Linked DNA regions of Mus musculus: region 2 is linked to region 1. The links are chromatin contacts, called in public promoter capture Hi-C maps. All regions are on one chromosome and are shown on one strand. The core of a region is the stretch at or near the end of the contact, and the rest is flanking DNA. Distances in the headings are between cores, read along the strand shown.

Region 1 (3,487 bases), core at 162-2,661:
TAACCAGCCAGCACCCTCATTATGAATTTAATTCCTAATTTTCTTCTAGTGATTAAATATTTAATGAAAACTATTTGTGCTTATTGACTATTCACATCCTTTAAATAACTATTGCAAGTTCACTACAGTATTTGCTTGTTTGACTGTACATTGTATTACTGAGCTGTATATGTTCTTCCCCCTACCCCCTGGTTTTTCAGGACAGGGTTTCTCTGTCTAGACCAGGCTATCCTTGGACTCACAGAGATCCACCTGCCTCTGTAAGTTCTTTATATACTTCTGGATTGCTATTTTTGGCCACATATATTATGATACTATGGCTTGCTATTTTGGATACATATCTTCCAACCTCAAAGACTCAAGTGTTAGAAAGTATAAAAGTGAACAGGCTTTTAAAAAAACAGAGAGAGATTTATATATATGGGTATTTTGCTTATATGGATGTCTGTGTACCATGTGTATGCAATGCCTGGGAAGCCAGAAGAGGACATTAGATTCTCTAGAACTGGAGCTGTATATGGTCGTGAGCCTCCATGTGGGTGTTGGAAATCAACACCCCATTCTCTGGAAGAACAGCCAGTGCTCCTAACTGCTAAGTTATCCCTGTAGTCACTATGACCAGTCATTCATTCATAAATAAATAAATCCTAAAGGTGTTTTTCAAAGAGCCTCTTTTAAAATTTAGTAAAATTTTATTTAATCAATTTTCTCTTGATTTGAGTTTTGCTTACCAAAACATCAGTTGCTCGCCCCCATTCTCACCCCCACCCAGTTCCACAAAGCTACATCCTAAGCCTTATGAAAATATTTAAACATATAAAGTACTTTGATAATATCCCCTCCATTACTCACACTTATCCCCACTCCCACTGATTCCCTTTCTATTCTCATTTACTGTGGTGCCTTTTTAAGAATACAGGAGGGAAACAGTGCTATATGTATCTCTGATTTTGGCTTATTGCTGTGTACCTATCTATATCACAGTTCTGGGGAAACAGAGACAGATCTCTGGAAGCGCCAGTTCAATAAATATTTTATCTAAAAAAAAGGTGAAAAGAGGCTGGAGAAAAGTTTCAGTAGTTAAGAGTACTTGCTGAGATAGATAACAGAGGGGTCAGTTCATAGCATCCATGTTAGGGGCAACTCACAACCTCCTGTAATTCTAGCCCCTTGAGATCTAACACCCTCTCCTGGCCTCCAGGGCCATCTATACTCATACATACACATGGACAAGTAATAAGATACATCTTTTAAAAATAAGGCAGAGCAAGCCTGATAGACATCTGATGTTGACCTGCAAATGCACATGCACCGTCCGTCTCTTGCACTTGCACAAGTAAATGGCAGTACAGCACCCAACATTAGCTCACAAAGGCACTGCAACTTCCCATTTGCTCTCCTTGTTCTAGTGAGAAATCAGCTACCAAACTAGCAGCACTCAAGAAACATGTGGTGAGGAACTGATACTTCCTTCTAATAGCCACGTGAAGAAATTATCTTGGAAGTGAATATGCCACAGCCCAATTTAGCCTTCAGATGACTGTTACTCTAGGTGACATGCGATTTTTATGAAAAACTTTTTTTTTTTTTAATTATTTTTTTTTAAAGATTTATTTATTTATTATATGTAAGTACACTGTAGCTGTCCTCAGATACTCCAGAAGAGGGCATCAGATTTCGTTACAGATGGTTGTGAGCCACCATATGGTTGCTGGGATTTGAACTCGGGACCTTCGGAAGAGCAATCGGCGCTCTTAACCACTGAGCCATCTCGCCAGCCCGAAAAACTTTTTTTTTTAAATGAATTCTTTCTTACATTCAACCAGACTAACGAATGTAATGTATTTGACACTTATAACCAACCTATATCAACTAAATTTGAAGTAGCATGTTTCACAGCAATAAGATTATATATAAATTAAGTATTGCTGATCTGAAGCAACTGAAGTGCTATTTGGCATAACTGCATGTCTATTCTAGACAGATCCCAAGGAAAGAGAAACACTAATACTTGCAAGATCAAGGCCCTGGTTCTAAGAACTTTCCATCCCACAGAGATGAGAATAGTAAGTAAAGCATATAGTGTTAGAAGACTGAACTCAAATCTCCCATGCAGTGTACAGGACCCTCTGACTTCTAAGTCTCCAGTCTAAAGTCTTAACATGCTGAGTCAATCAGGATAAAACTGGTGACTTTTACCTCATGGCATAAAAATGACAATGCATGCATGCACCAGGACTACAACCTGAAATAAAGCATGTGTTGTTTTGTTTATAGTTAGAAATCAGTAAATGGGCTTCAGAATATTGAACGTTAAGATCTACTGCTTTGGTTCAAAGGCATGACAAGGAAATTATCTGAAAAGGAGAGAAAATGAGCACCACTGTATGTAATTCAATAAATCCATGACCACATACAAAAAAGACTGGAAGACATACATTTTAAAAAGAATGTAGTAATTTTAAAATTTAGAAATTTGTGAACTTGAGTTCTTAAGTGTGCTTCATCTTATTTTCCATAATGAACGACTTTTATAATAAAGTTAGAGATTAGCAAACTTTAAAATTTGAAGCCAGACCTGGTAGTACACGCCTTTAATCCCAGCACTCAGGAGACAAAGGCAGACAGATTGAGTTCAAGGCCAGCCTGGTCTACACAGAGAGTTCCAGGACAACCAGGGTTACAGAGAGACCCTGTCTAAATAAACAAACAAATTTATTTTTGTCAAATACAAACATGCAAAAGTCACTAAAAAGCACTAAACTTTAAAATACAAATTCAGAGTAGTTCCTATTAGATTTCACATTATTATCTTCCTGAAATGCATAAATTTTCAAAATGGAATTTAAAACCGGGTCCCAAGCCTTTGAAAACAAATGCTATCTAAAAATGTAAAAATTAACTATCTCAGAGAAAATTAGGGTTGCTGGTAAATAATTCCATGGACAAAACATCTAGGCCAATAATATGAACTCAAAGTCATTACATATCTAGTATATCCTCAAACTGTGCTACAGATGCTGTGAGAGATTTTAAATTAAAAACAAAACAAAGCAGAAAACAAAGAAGACAAAGTTCTTAATTGAAATCTCTATGGCTTTTCCAGCTCAGGCTGGAAAAGTCCCTGATGCCAAACATGACAATTATGTGCAATCCCCAGGAATCTACACAGCAGAAAAATGACTTCCATGGATTGTCTTCTGACCAGAACATGTGTTCCATAACCCTGTCTGCCCACCAACCTCTACATACAAATCAATGTAAGTGTAATAAGAGATATGAATGTCTGTTGAGCTCTATAAATCAATACAGTTAAGTTCTACATGGCAGGCTTGGATATCTGAGGAAAAATGATACAATAGATTTAAATCACTATACAAGTAGCATTGCCACAAAGAAAGTTGTTAAACAATCATTTAACATTTAAAAAACTTAATAATCTACTAACTTAACTGTATAGATGCCCTGTATACTACTAGTAGGTAAA
Region 2 (3,562 bases), core at 908-3,407, 310 kb before region 1:
TTACTGAATAAGGGAGACAAAGTGAATGTCTCAGACCAGGAGCAGATCTGATAGGTTCTGACCTGACTTCTGACACTTGTCATTGCCTGCTCAGGGTATGAGAGGTACAATGCCATGCGGGCTGACCCAGCGCTCTGCTTCCTAGAGAAAGTTGGCATGCCTGATGAGAAGTCCCTTTCTGCAGAGCAGGGAGTTACAGATGGAACTTCGGACATTCCTGAAAGGTGAGAAGCCACATAGGCCCACTCTGATGTCACGTGCCTTGCCACCAATTTGTGTCCTAGTCCACATACACCAGGACTCTGTATCTTTATGTATTCATACTTTTCTGTTGCTGTGATGAAATACCGTGGCCAAGAGCATTACAGAAGAGTTTATTTTGTCTTAATATTCCAAAGGGGAGTCTGTAATAGAGGGGAAAGGATGTAGCAGCGGGAACAGGAAGCTGGTTGATCACATTTCATGGCTACAGGAAGTGGAACCCTGCTGTAAGTCTCAAAGCCTATCCCCAATGATATACTTCCTCTGCCTCTTAAAGGTTCCATAAGCTCCCAAATTGAGGACCAAGTATTCAGAGATGTGAGCCTGTGGGGACATTTCTCAAACCACCAGTTTCCCTCAATGTCCAACATCTCTCTTAAGCCTATGTCCTTCAAATTGCTTCTTTGGATTCATCCTGCTATGCCTTAGACTTGTTCTTTGGACCAAATCCCAATTCTTGTCCTTCATGGATTGCTCAGGCTGATTATCCTGCCTGCTTGTTGACCACAGTCATCTCATTCTGGTCAGAGGGCTCTCAGGGGAATTATGTATCTCTCCCTCCCCCCCCCCCCCGCAAAACACTAAGCAGGCCCAGCAAGTACAGCCTTCCTGATCATAAAGTTCCTCATCTGATTGCTGGTTTTATTCCAGAATAAAATATTCCCCAAGCAAGGCAGACTCGGGAGCTGCTTTTTAAGGTAGTAACAGTTCAGCATAGTGAAGGGTAGTATAGCAAAACATATAGAAGCATTCTCTTTGGCTTACTTTTATTTATTGTTGGCATAATCTCCAAATGTGTGAGTTCTCAGGAAAACTAAAGCAACAGCTAAAACCTATCTCCAAGATATAAAAATTTTTAGAAAGTAGAATTTACCTCTTAGATGTGTCCTGTCAGCTTTGGCCAGATGTCCTCCTCTGCTGAGGACAAGGTGCTTTGAATTGTCCAGAGCTGTAGTTAGACCTAGCCATGAAAGTATGGCATTGCCAATAACCCCTGGGGAACACTTTAGCTGCCATGATGCTCTATGCCCCAAAGGCATTTTCTGTGGTCAGAATAATAAGAGTGTATTTTGGGAGATGTTGACAAAGGTCTAGTATGGCTGGTTATCCTGGTGTTAGTTAAATTAACTGGTTCAGGAAAAACACTCCCTAGTTCAGGAGCCTGCGTGTAGCTCAAAGCTTTTATATTTGTGGTGACTCCAGGGAGGCACCTAAGGTAGGGGCAAAGCAGCTGACGCTTCTTTCCAGCTTAACCGGAGAAGAATCGTCACAGACAGGCTTCAGCAGTAGTTAGGCTTCCAGGAGACTTGAAGCAGCTAACCGAGTCACAAGTGTCATATCTGACGGGATGATTCCCCTTCCTTCTCAGCACAAGAGAGAGAGGACCTTGTGAGAGAGGTCGCTGTGCTTCCGGTGAGCACTTGATTAGCACAGATGTCGTCTGGACTAGAGTTGTTCTCTTTTAGTTGAAGTGGAGACAGCTCTTGACAGGCTGTGGTTACTTTTTCAATGATTGTGTTGAACAGTAAGCCTCAGGGTGTGCCTGAGTAGATCACAAGGCTACAGCCTAATACATGTGAGGTCTCAGTTGAATGGAAGTCTTTACCCACCTACATGAGAACAGTCTTGGATGGTAGTTTCTCTCATTCTTAGTCTCTCTAAGGTTCTCCGAAAAGAAAAGGAAAAATCTTAAGATTTGAATGCCTGTGAGAAAAATATCTACTAACCTTGCCTTTAGATTTGGAAGGCTTTCTTACAAGCACCCTTGGTAATAACATAACTCCTAAGTGTTATATAATTACTTTTATTTAGAGGCAACATAGATAAAGAAGACAGTGCTGAGGACAAGTTGGATGGTCTCCAGAAGCAAACGGTGAGTCAGATTGGCTGCTCTGGTCCTGCATGCTCCTTCCTGCCAAGGGAGGACTTCATCATTGGGGGTGGGGTTGCATTGCTGCACTGTCTTTGTATCACCCTTTAGTACAGAAACTTCAAGCATACAAACTTGACTGCATTTGTAGTCTAAAAAAATTTTTCAGATAGCTGCAGTTTAAGATAGAGTTGTAAAACACAGTACCTGTACCAAGTATCCTCCAGAGTAAGATCAGGTAAAACCATTTAGTATTCAAGATGGTGACACTGACAGAGTCAAGGTCAGAACATTTGAATGACTGCACTGGTCTCATCTCTATCTCATAACCATTTGTTTGCCCCTCCCACCACATCATTGATCTTTTCTCCATTTTCATAACTGTCATTTTAAGAATGCAATCATGCAGTATGAACCTTTGACAGATTTGTTTTCATTTGTCATAATCTTAAAATCTATCCAGGCGGTTGTCTGTTCCAACTGTAGTTGGTTCCCTTTTTGTTTTTGTTTTAGGTTGGGGGCAGAGGTGGCTGCTGATTGTTATTCTGTAACATGGATATGACACTGTTTATATAATGTACATGTTTGTTTAAGAAACTGCCACTTCGTTTTGGAGTAGCTGTGCCGTTCACTTTTTCTGCCCACTGGCAGTAAATAAGTGGTGTGCTTCCTTCCTGTACCTCCTGCATTTATGGTGTCGCTGTTTTCTGTGCTCCACGCAGGACAAGTTCTCGTGCCCCTCACTCATGCTCTGCTTTCCTTGTGCTGTCCTAGACGCTGTGATAGATTCCAGATGCTAGTCCTGGGGTTTTGTTGTTGTTTGTTTGTTTTTGATTTTGTTTTTGAGACAGGGTGGTATTGAAGTCAGAGAACCTGCCTCTGTCTCCTGAGTGCTGAGATTAAAGGTGTGCACAGCTATTGCCTGGCCAGATACTCTTCTTTTTATCAGACAGGTGGTTTGCAGATATTTTCTCTAACCTTGTAGTTTTGCCTTTTTATCCTTTCCATGTTGTCTTTAATGTGGCAAGAGTTTTTAATTTGAAGAAATAAGTTTCTCACTTTTGCTTTTGTGGGTTGGGTTTATGGTGCCAGGTCTCAGCTGTTTTACCTGACAACCTAGAGCCTCTTCCACCCTCCCCTCCCCCACATTTTATAGTTTTATGATCCAGTTTAGGTTAGTTCTAATTTAAATAACAAAAATTAGATCAAGGTAATTTAACCTGTTCCTATCCTGTTGGTCCATAAATACTCTTAACCTTCTATCCTATCAAATTACTTTCGTAACTTTGAGAAAACCCGGTTGGCCTGTCTGTGAGGCTCCATTGCTGAGTTCTGTCAGTAGTACATAGTCTAAATTGTTGCATCCTTGTCTTAAAGTCTTAAAGTCAACTGATCCCTTCCCACTCTATTCTTTTTTAAAATTATTTGACC

Evidence for each region. Capture Hi-C pulls out chosen DNA fragments and counts their contacts.
Region 2: a contact with region 1 is called in a promoter capture Hi-C map of adipose tissue. The contact joins two enhancer-like sites. A contact is called at or near these places in 1 of 115 datasets of contacts at active chromatin or transcription factors (embryonic stem cells) and 3 of 9 other capture datasets (adipose tissue, liver and pancreatic islet).

Annotation. Positions count from the first base shown.
Region 1 is chr2:160,665,430-160,668,916 of GRCm38.p6, reverse strand. The region is part of intron 2 of Top1 (topoisomerase (DNA) I); the gene reads right to left. Among named protein-coding and RNA genes, the nearest start is that of Top1, 21 kb to the right of the region's middle. Within about 2 kb of position 1,411, at least 34 of the 459 cell types and tissues checked have an H3K27ac peak or open chromatin away from gene starts, as enhancers often do. A contact at or near this core is called in adipose tissue, where this site is marked.
Region 2 is chr2:160,976,031-160,979,592 of GRCm38.p6, reverse strand. It overlaps Chd6 (chromodomain helicase DNA binding protein 6), which reads left to right. Exons shown (of 37, transcript NM_173368.3): 26 at 95-224; 27 at 2,074-2,134. Among named protein-coding and RNA genes, the nearest start is that of Emilin3, 65 kb to the right of the region's middle. Within about 2 kb of position 2,157, at least 21 of the 459 cell types and tissues checked have an H3K27ac peak or open chromatin away from gene starts, as enhancers often do. A contact at or near this core is called in adipose tissue, where this site is marked.